Regions from separate parts of the Danio rerio genome. Here region 1 is linked to region 2. The links are chromatin contacts, called in public HiCAR-type maps. All regions are on one chromosome and are shown on one strand. The core of a region is the stretch at or near the end of the contact, and the rest is flanking DNA. Distances in the headings are between cores, read along the strand shown. Region 1 holds the start of pfdn1 (prefoldin subunit 1). Region 2 overlaps pfdn1 (prefoldin subunit 1).

Evidence for each region. HiCAR-type assays count read pairs that join an accessible place to other places.
Region 1: a contact with region 2 is called in a HiCAR-type map of caudal fin, with 3 times the contacts expected there. The contact joins the promoter of pfdn1 here to the enhancer-like site in region 2. A contact is called at or near these places in 6 of 18 Hi-C or Micro-C datasets (caudal fin, embryo, gastrula embryo and 2 more) and 1 of 4 datasets of contacts at active chromatin or transcription factors (caudal fin).

Annotation. Positions count from the first base shown.
Region 1 is chr21:32,812,741-32,816,411 of GRCz12tu, reverse strand. It overlaps pfdn1 (prefoldin subunit 1), which reads left to right and starts at 1,769. Exons shown (of 4, transcript NM_001013344.1): 1 at 1,769-1,814. The coding sequence starts at 1,782. hbegfb (heparin-binding EGF-like growth factor b) reads left to right here. Exons shown (of 6, transcript NM_001100401.2): 6 at 1-671.
Region 2 is chr21:32,766,760-32,770,614 of GRCz12tu, reverse strand. pfdn1 (prefoldin subunit 1) reads left to right here. Exons shown (of 4, transcript NM_001013344.1): 4 at 746-1,192. The coding sequence ends at 829. Among named protein-coding and RNA genes, the nearest start is that of slc23a1, 4.4 kb to the right of the region's middle. Within about 2 kb of position 1,529, at least 9 of the 62 cell types and tissues checked have an H3K27ac peak or open chromatin away from gene starts, as enhancers often do.

The DNA.
Region 1 (3,671 bases), core at 520-3,019, 46 kb before region 2:
ATGAAGGATGCTTTAAACACTGCCCCGTGTGCAGTACATGTACAGTACTGTCATGGAGATCATGCAGACAGGACTGAAAATGATGAATGTATCGCGACTTCAATCAAAGTTGCTTTTTTGTTCGTTGCTTATTTATTTATGTTGAAAAGCTGAGTTTCTGGTTTCTCCCATCAGTCTGAATCTGTAGTACTGTCAAAAACGCCACAAAGCACTTGTAATTATTTATTTATAATGTATTTGTTATTTATTTTGATACGTAACAATTGTGTGTACTGAATGCACTGCGAGTTTTGTAAATGTGTTTTTATTGTATAGATATTTATTATCGATGAATACAATCAATTAATGTTCTAATAGGACTGAAGTTGCATCGCAAACTTTACAATCGCATTCGGAGGACAGTACGGTTTGAATAATATTTTAGCTAAACTGTGAATTAAACATTTGCGAATGCAATCAAATAAATGTACTCTGCAGGAATGTCAGACGCAGGGCTTAAGCCTTTTTTATATGTATTACTGAGAAAGTGTAGCTTAAATTAAGTGAAATAAAATGGAATACGTTTATTAGTGTGTTTGTTTTATGCGTTTAGTATAAATTACATGATTTCATGTACTAATTTCAAGCAATGGTAACAAATTTCTGCTGTTTAATAAACTATTGTGACTTTCTAAGTGTCTCTTATTTTTGTTGAAAACCTGGGAAAGATTCATAAGTGGCACCGTATTTGTCACAACTAATTAATTCATTCATTTTACTTCGGCTTAGTCTCTTTATTTATCAGGGGTTTGCCCCAGTGGAATGAATCACTAACCAGCACATGTTTTACACAACAAATGCCCTAATAACTGCAACCCAGTACTGGACAAGATACATAAACACTCATTAAATTCACACACATACAGTACCAATTTAGTTTATTCAATTCACTGCATGTCTTTGAACTGTGGGGGAAACCGGCGCACCCTGAGGAAACCCACGCCAACATGGAGAGAACATGCAAACTCCAAAGAATTGCCCACTGACCCAGCTGGGACTCGAACCAGAGATCTTCTTGCTGTGAGAAGACAGTGCTATCCACTAAGCCACCGTGTCGTCCCACAACCAATAATAAAACTATTTTTATTATTTAGATTTACTATTTTTTATTTATAAAATTTTAGTGTGTCGGATATAAATCTGCAGATATACAGATGTATGTTGTAAAGTTTAAACACTCACTGTGTGAAGTTATAAAAATATTGTGTTGTCATTACTACATCTGATATACTTGTCTTTAGCTTGGAGATTTAAGTCTCAAGTTGGTTTACCATCATTTGTCTCCTGAGGAAACCAAACAGAGTGTTAACAGGAGTTAAAATGCAGAACATACACGACTTTACAATACAAAACAACACGTTAATAGTAATAAAAAAATCTTGAGCAATGTTGCCACTGGGGTGACACATTTTACATGTAGCACACAATAATAGACACTAAAAATAAGTCCGCTTAAAGTCCGCTTAAATTAAGAGTCAGCTTCTAAACATTTTGACGCTAACATTGGTATAACGCTGAAACCTTTATCATATACTGTCATTTCTGTTGCACTGTTTTGAGATTGAAAGTAGTCCACAAACTTACCGTGTCTGCAAAACTACCGAGCTGCCTTTTTAGTGAACATTTATTGTGGATTGCCTGCCTGTCTGACATTGAAAATGTTGTCTATGTAGGCCGCTCACTAGGTTTTGCAACAAGCTCTTTGTTTCGCGCATGCGCAGGGACTCGTACCACTTAGCATCATGGCGGCTCCCGTAGACCTCGAGTTGAAGAAGGTAAAGGGTGGTTTTTGGTTTTATATCTAAAAACCAAACAGAGTTGTTACTTTGTTATGATAAAATACTGAATAAATGTTATTAAGCTTTTGTGGAGCAGAAGTAAGGTATAAAACTGTTTAAGCAACGCGATCTGTCAGTGTGTAACGTAGGTGCATGCGAATCCTTTTAATGTGTATTGTTTGTTATAAAGATGTGCAACGTCATATTTATAGTTTACCACTGTAAATCCTTTAGAAATGAATATCCAAACACATATCAATCTATCAACACATCATTACATGCTATAGGAAGCTTTCAATATGGCTTATTCTTTAGTTTTTGCTTATCCATATATATATATATATATATATATATATATATATATATATATATATATATGACATAATTTGTTGAAATATAACTGTTACAGCTATAGGAAATGCTGGATTTGCTGTATTACATATGAATTTGATAAAAAATTTATTATTGTGCTGTCAAAAAGAGCTGTCAAATGTTTAATCATAATTAGTCACATGCAAAATAATATTTTTTATTTACAAAATATTTAGTGATGTCTATATTTATGTATATTTTATATATATTTATAGATTATATGTTGTGACTTTCTAAGTGTCTTATTTTTGTTCTAGAATTTATGTTGAAAACCTGGGAAAGATTTATTAGTGGCACCAAATTTGTCACAACTAATTCATTCATTCATTCATTTTACTTCGGCTTCTCTTTATTCATCAGGGGTCGCCACAGTGGAACGAATCGCCAACTTATCCAGCACATGTTTTACATAACGAATGCCCTACCAACTGCAACAACATATAACAACATATAAATTGTTTAAATATAACAGTTACAGCTATAGGAAATGCTGAATTTGCTGTATTACATATGAATGTGAAAAAAATGTTATTATTGTGCTGTCAAAAAGAGCTGTCAAATGTTTAATCGTAATTAGTAACATACAAAATAATATTTTTTATTATATCTATAGATGATTTATTATTATAAAAATACAGTTATATTTATGTATAATTAGTATTATATGCAAACATTAATGATAGATAATTATAAATAAACATTTTTTTTTAAATGAATGTGTATTAATATATTAATATATACATAAGATATTTTATTTGCATTCATTTTGCAATGCAATAATCACAATTACTCATTTGATGACACATACAAATTATAAATATAAAGCTTTTATAAATAGAAACAAAATCTGTGTTATTTCCAGGATATCTGTGGGGTCTTAAAAAGTCTTAAAATGTCTTAAATCTCAAAAACAAAATTTTAGGCCTTAAAAAGTATTAGATTTACTAAAATATTGTGTTGTAGGTCTTAAATATTTTTTAGCAGGTCTTAATTTTCCTATGTTCATGAATAACTACCCAATCTGGCCATTAACACTCAACAATCACCAACAATCCCAATCTCAATAAAACTTTTAACGTTTTATTTAAAAATAGCATTTAATTACTTTTCTCACAGTAACATTTGTTAAAAAGTACTCCACTTTATATACCGCTGTGGTTGCTGACCTGACCTACATTTTGTATTATTAAAATATTATTATTGTAGACGGAAGTAATTGACAGCTATGCTTTGTTCTATTCTTGGTAAGGGTTATAGGAAGGCCCACACGGAATCTGCGCATGCAAATTTCCGCAGACTTTTAGCCCATCATTGAGTCTATTTATTTACTTGTATAAATGTGTATAAAATTATATTTATTCAGTTTTAAATTGTTTTCAATAATATTATTGTGATATAACAATAGTAATATTAAAATGTTCATATGATGTATTTACAATTCAGTTTTTAGAGTAATATTTTCTGTCTTTTAGTGGATGTATT
Region 2 (3,855 bases), core at 280-2,779:
GGCTCTCAGACAGCAGTGAGCTAATGTGCAGTAATGCTTGGTTACAGATGTAAACACATGCATATACTTTAATCATTACAGAAATGTCGGCCCACAAGCCACATGCTACAGCCACACAGACTGCCATAACAACAAACTTTTGGTTCTTTTCTAATGACTCACTGACCATGAATTTAAAAACCCTTTCGCCGGTTCTCCTCAAGGTCAAGAATTTTAAGTCGATTATTAATGTGCTAAACAATGCACACTATTTGTGTTGATATATGTAGAAAAAATGGCTTATTTCTTAATTATTGTGAGTACTTAGATGCTGCCACATAGCCTGGGCAAAGGTTTTCTGTGAACTTGACTCACATTCACTCTTTTGCAACACATTACCGGAAATCTTCAGGTAGAGGCCTGTACTGTACGGTATCTCGGTCAATAACCAGGTGTCCTGTGATTACACATACTGCCAAACGTTGCGTAATGCAGTCACACTTTCACTTGAATGTAACAATTATGCTAAAATTCAAGTTGTTTTTAATGTATCTACAGACGGCGAGAAAACCTTTAACCTTATAGAGCAATCAAAGCGCTAAGCCTTTGAAAATGCTCCAAAAAAAGATCATCTCCTTATCTTATCTCAAAGTATTTTAACAGCTCTGTCATTCAGTTTGGGGAGTAAACGGGTGTGTTCACGAAGAAATCCTTCAGATGTTTCCGAACATGAAGCTACAGCTCTGTCTCTCTTTTTTTTCCACAGCAAAAGAAGACATACCTGGAGCGCAGCGTTAAAGATGCGGAGGACAACATCAGGGAGATGCTGATGTCTAGAAGGGCCCAGTAAAACTCTCTCTCACACACACACACACACACACACAAATAATGTATAATCTCCATCACCTTTGCACACCATGCCCTTAGTTTGAACATGCTTTTGCGTGTATTGGAGAACACTCGTGACAGTCGAACTTGCATTTGTCAGCTGAACACAGGAAGTTTATTTTAGGTTAATAGTTAAATCTGAATGTACTGTTGACCGCAATGTTAATACTAACTAGTGTGACCTCTGACACCTGAGGATCTACTTAAGTCTTAAGTTATTGATGTTTTCTTTTGCTGTTCATTTGTTTTTCCTATGGTTTCGTAATGAATCAACAGTTTTTTTAATGTAAGCAGATGGTAATAAAGGTGACTGTTTTGAGACGGCAAATTTGTTTTTGCGTGTGTCTGTGTCATGTAAAGCACACAGTAATTTAGATATGATCTGAATGATGTGGTGCTTATTTCTGAGGGATTACAGTGTTTGTGTTTGCGATTTTACATCACTGGTTTCCTGTCAGTCCCTCTGGACGTCCTCGTCTCGACTCTCTGTCTCTCTTCTGATGTTGGACTGGTGTCTTTTTGTATGAACTTGTGAAATGGACGCAGCATTGAAAGTGGAAAAACAGAAATTCCCCAGACTTCTGTTTAAGTCTTCTCCAGACAGCGCTTCCTGTGTGTTTCCTGCAGGTCCGTCTGTGTCTCAATTCTTCATGATGCAGATGTGCGTCTGCTTGATATCCTGCCTTCCTCATTAGGGAGCGGAGTTGCGTGAATAACGGGATGGGGGAGGGGTTTTTCTTATTATGAAGCTTTGTAATTGATGAGGTCATTGTTGTGCCATCCAATAAGTTTTGGGCTTACATGGTGATTTATATTGCATCATTCTGATTGGTCAATCGAGGCATTGCCTGTTAGATTTGTTAATGTACTTTTTTAATATAATATAATATAATATCATAACATTATACAATACAAGTGTTGTTTATAATTGTATTATTTATATGCTGTTATAGTATTTAATATTATTTAATCTTTAAATTTTGGTCATTTGAAAATATATTTTTGTAGGGCTTCATTTTACTTCCACTTTTTCAAAATTTTGTCCCAAAGCAATGTTTCTAACATTTCTATTTTTCCGGGTTATTATTAAAACCATAAAACTAAAATAATTTTTTTATATACTTAAAAGAGACATTAACTTGTGTATACATAAATTATAAATGTTAATTATAAATAATTAGCCTTAAAACTAATATAAAAATTTGACATTACCAAATTACTAAAACTTAGAATTAAAATTGAAATCAGTCTGAATCTAAAAAAAAACCTAACAATTTAGTAAAGAAAACAATTGCTACTCGACAATACAAAAACAATTATGTTACCAAAAATTATATGGGGGCGTCATGAAGGCGCAGTGGGTAGCATGATCGCCTCACAGCTAGAAGGTCGCTGATTTGAGTCTCGGCTGGGTCAGTTGGAATTTCTGTATGGGGTTTGCATGTTCTCCCAATTTTGGCGTGGGTTTCCTCCGGGTGCTCCGGTTTCCCCCACAGTCCAAAGACGTGCGCTATAGCTAAATTTAATAAGCTAAATTGACGGTAGTGTATGTGTGGGAATGGCAGTGTATGGGTGTTTTCCAGTGATGGGTTGCAGCTGGAAGGGCATCCGCTGCGTAAAACATGTGCTGGATAAGTTGGCGGTTCAATCCGCTGTGGCGACCCCAGATTAATAAAGGGACTAAGCCGAAAAGAAAATGAATGAATGAATGAATAAAAATGAAATGGCAATGTGCTTTTAATTTTTCTGATTTATATCTTACACAAACACTACCTGTCCACTACCTGCTGTAGCTTATTGCCACTCGATATTAGTTTTATGACAGCTCAGTAAAATGCTTAGTTCTGATTGGTCAATCACTCCAGTGTACATCAGACGTTAGTCTGGTTGTTTCAGGCAACCAATTTCCTGTGCTAGTTGTGCAAATATTCAGTCTCTGAAATCACGTCTCTTCATATTATCAGTCATATTATCTCATGTTATGTCATATTATGTCTGTTTATCCACAATTACATTATAATTAGTGAAGGCTTCTAGTTATTTTCTGTCTAAAAACAGCTTGTAATGCTGTATAATATTAGTTTGTTTGTTTGCTTTATTTATAGAGCACATTTAAAAAACAGATGTTGATCAAAGTACTTTACAAAACAATCAACATACACAATCTATACTGTGAAACTCAAAAAGTTAAGGTAACTCAAACCGTTTGTAGAAACCGACTGCAATAAATCATTTAAGTTCAAAAACTAATCCTAATGAGTACTGTGTACTTCATCCATTTGAGTAAACGAAGCAATTTGAGCATAGTAAAACCCTATAAATGAAGAGAACTCAAACCAACTGAGGACTGTAAAACCCAATAAGTTAAGGCAACTCAAACCATTTGACTTAAAAAACTAATCTATATGAGTACTGTGAACTTACTCCATTTAAGTTGAAGTAATGAGGTGTTTAATAAACTCATTACCTTCAACACTGAGTTCAAAAATCTTTTCAAATGAGTAGAATTAACTTTTGAGTCAGTAAATTTTGAGGTAACTAAACTCTTTTCAATTGAAAAAGTTGATTGTTGGGTTTTACAGTGTGTGTGTTTTGTGTGTGTGTGTGTGTGTGTGTGTGTGTGTGTGTGTGTGTGTGTGTGTGTGTGTGTGTGTGTGTGTGTGTGTGTGTGTGTGTGTGTGTGTGTGTGTGTGTATATATATATATATAAACAAAACTATGTCAAACTACTTAAAATTAATTAATTACTATAAAAAGCGAGACAGAAGGTGATTTTTTTTTAATGAGACTTAAAAGCATCAAGGAAAGAGCATGACCTGATATGTACAGGGAGACCGAATGCACAGACAAGGGGCTGTGACAGAAAAAGCCCTGTCTCCTTTTGATTTTAACCGTAATTTAGGAAACATCTAGCTAATGCCGTATGCCAGTGAAGAAGCTCACCAATGTAAGTAGGTGCCATTAGTAACATTTGATGTTCATATTGGA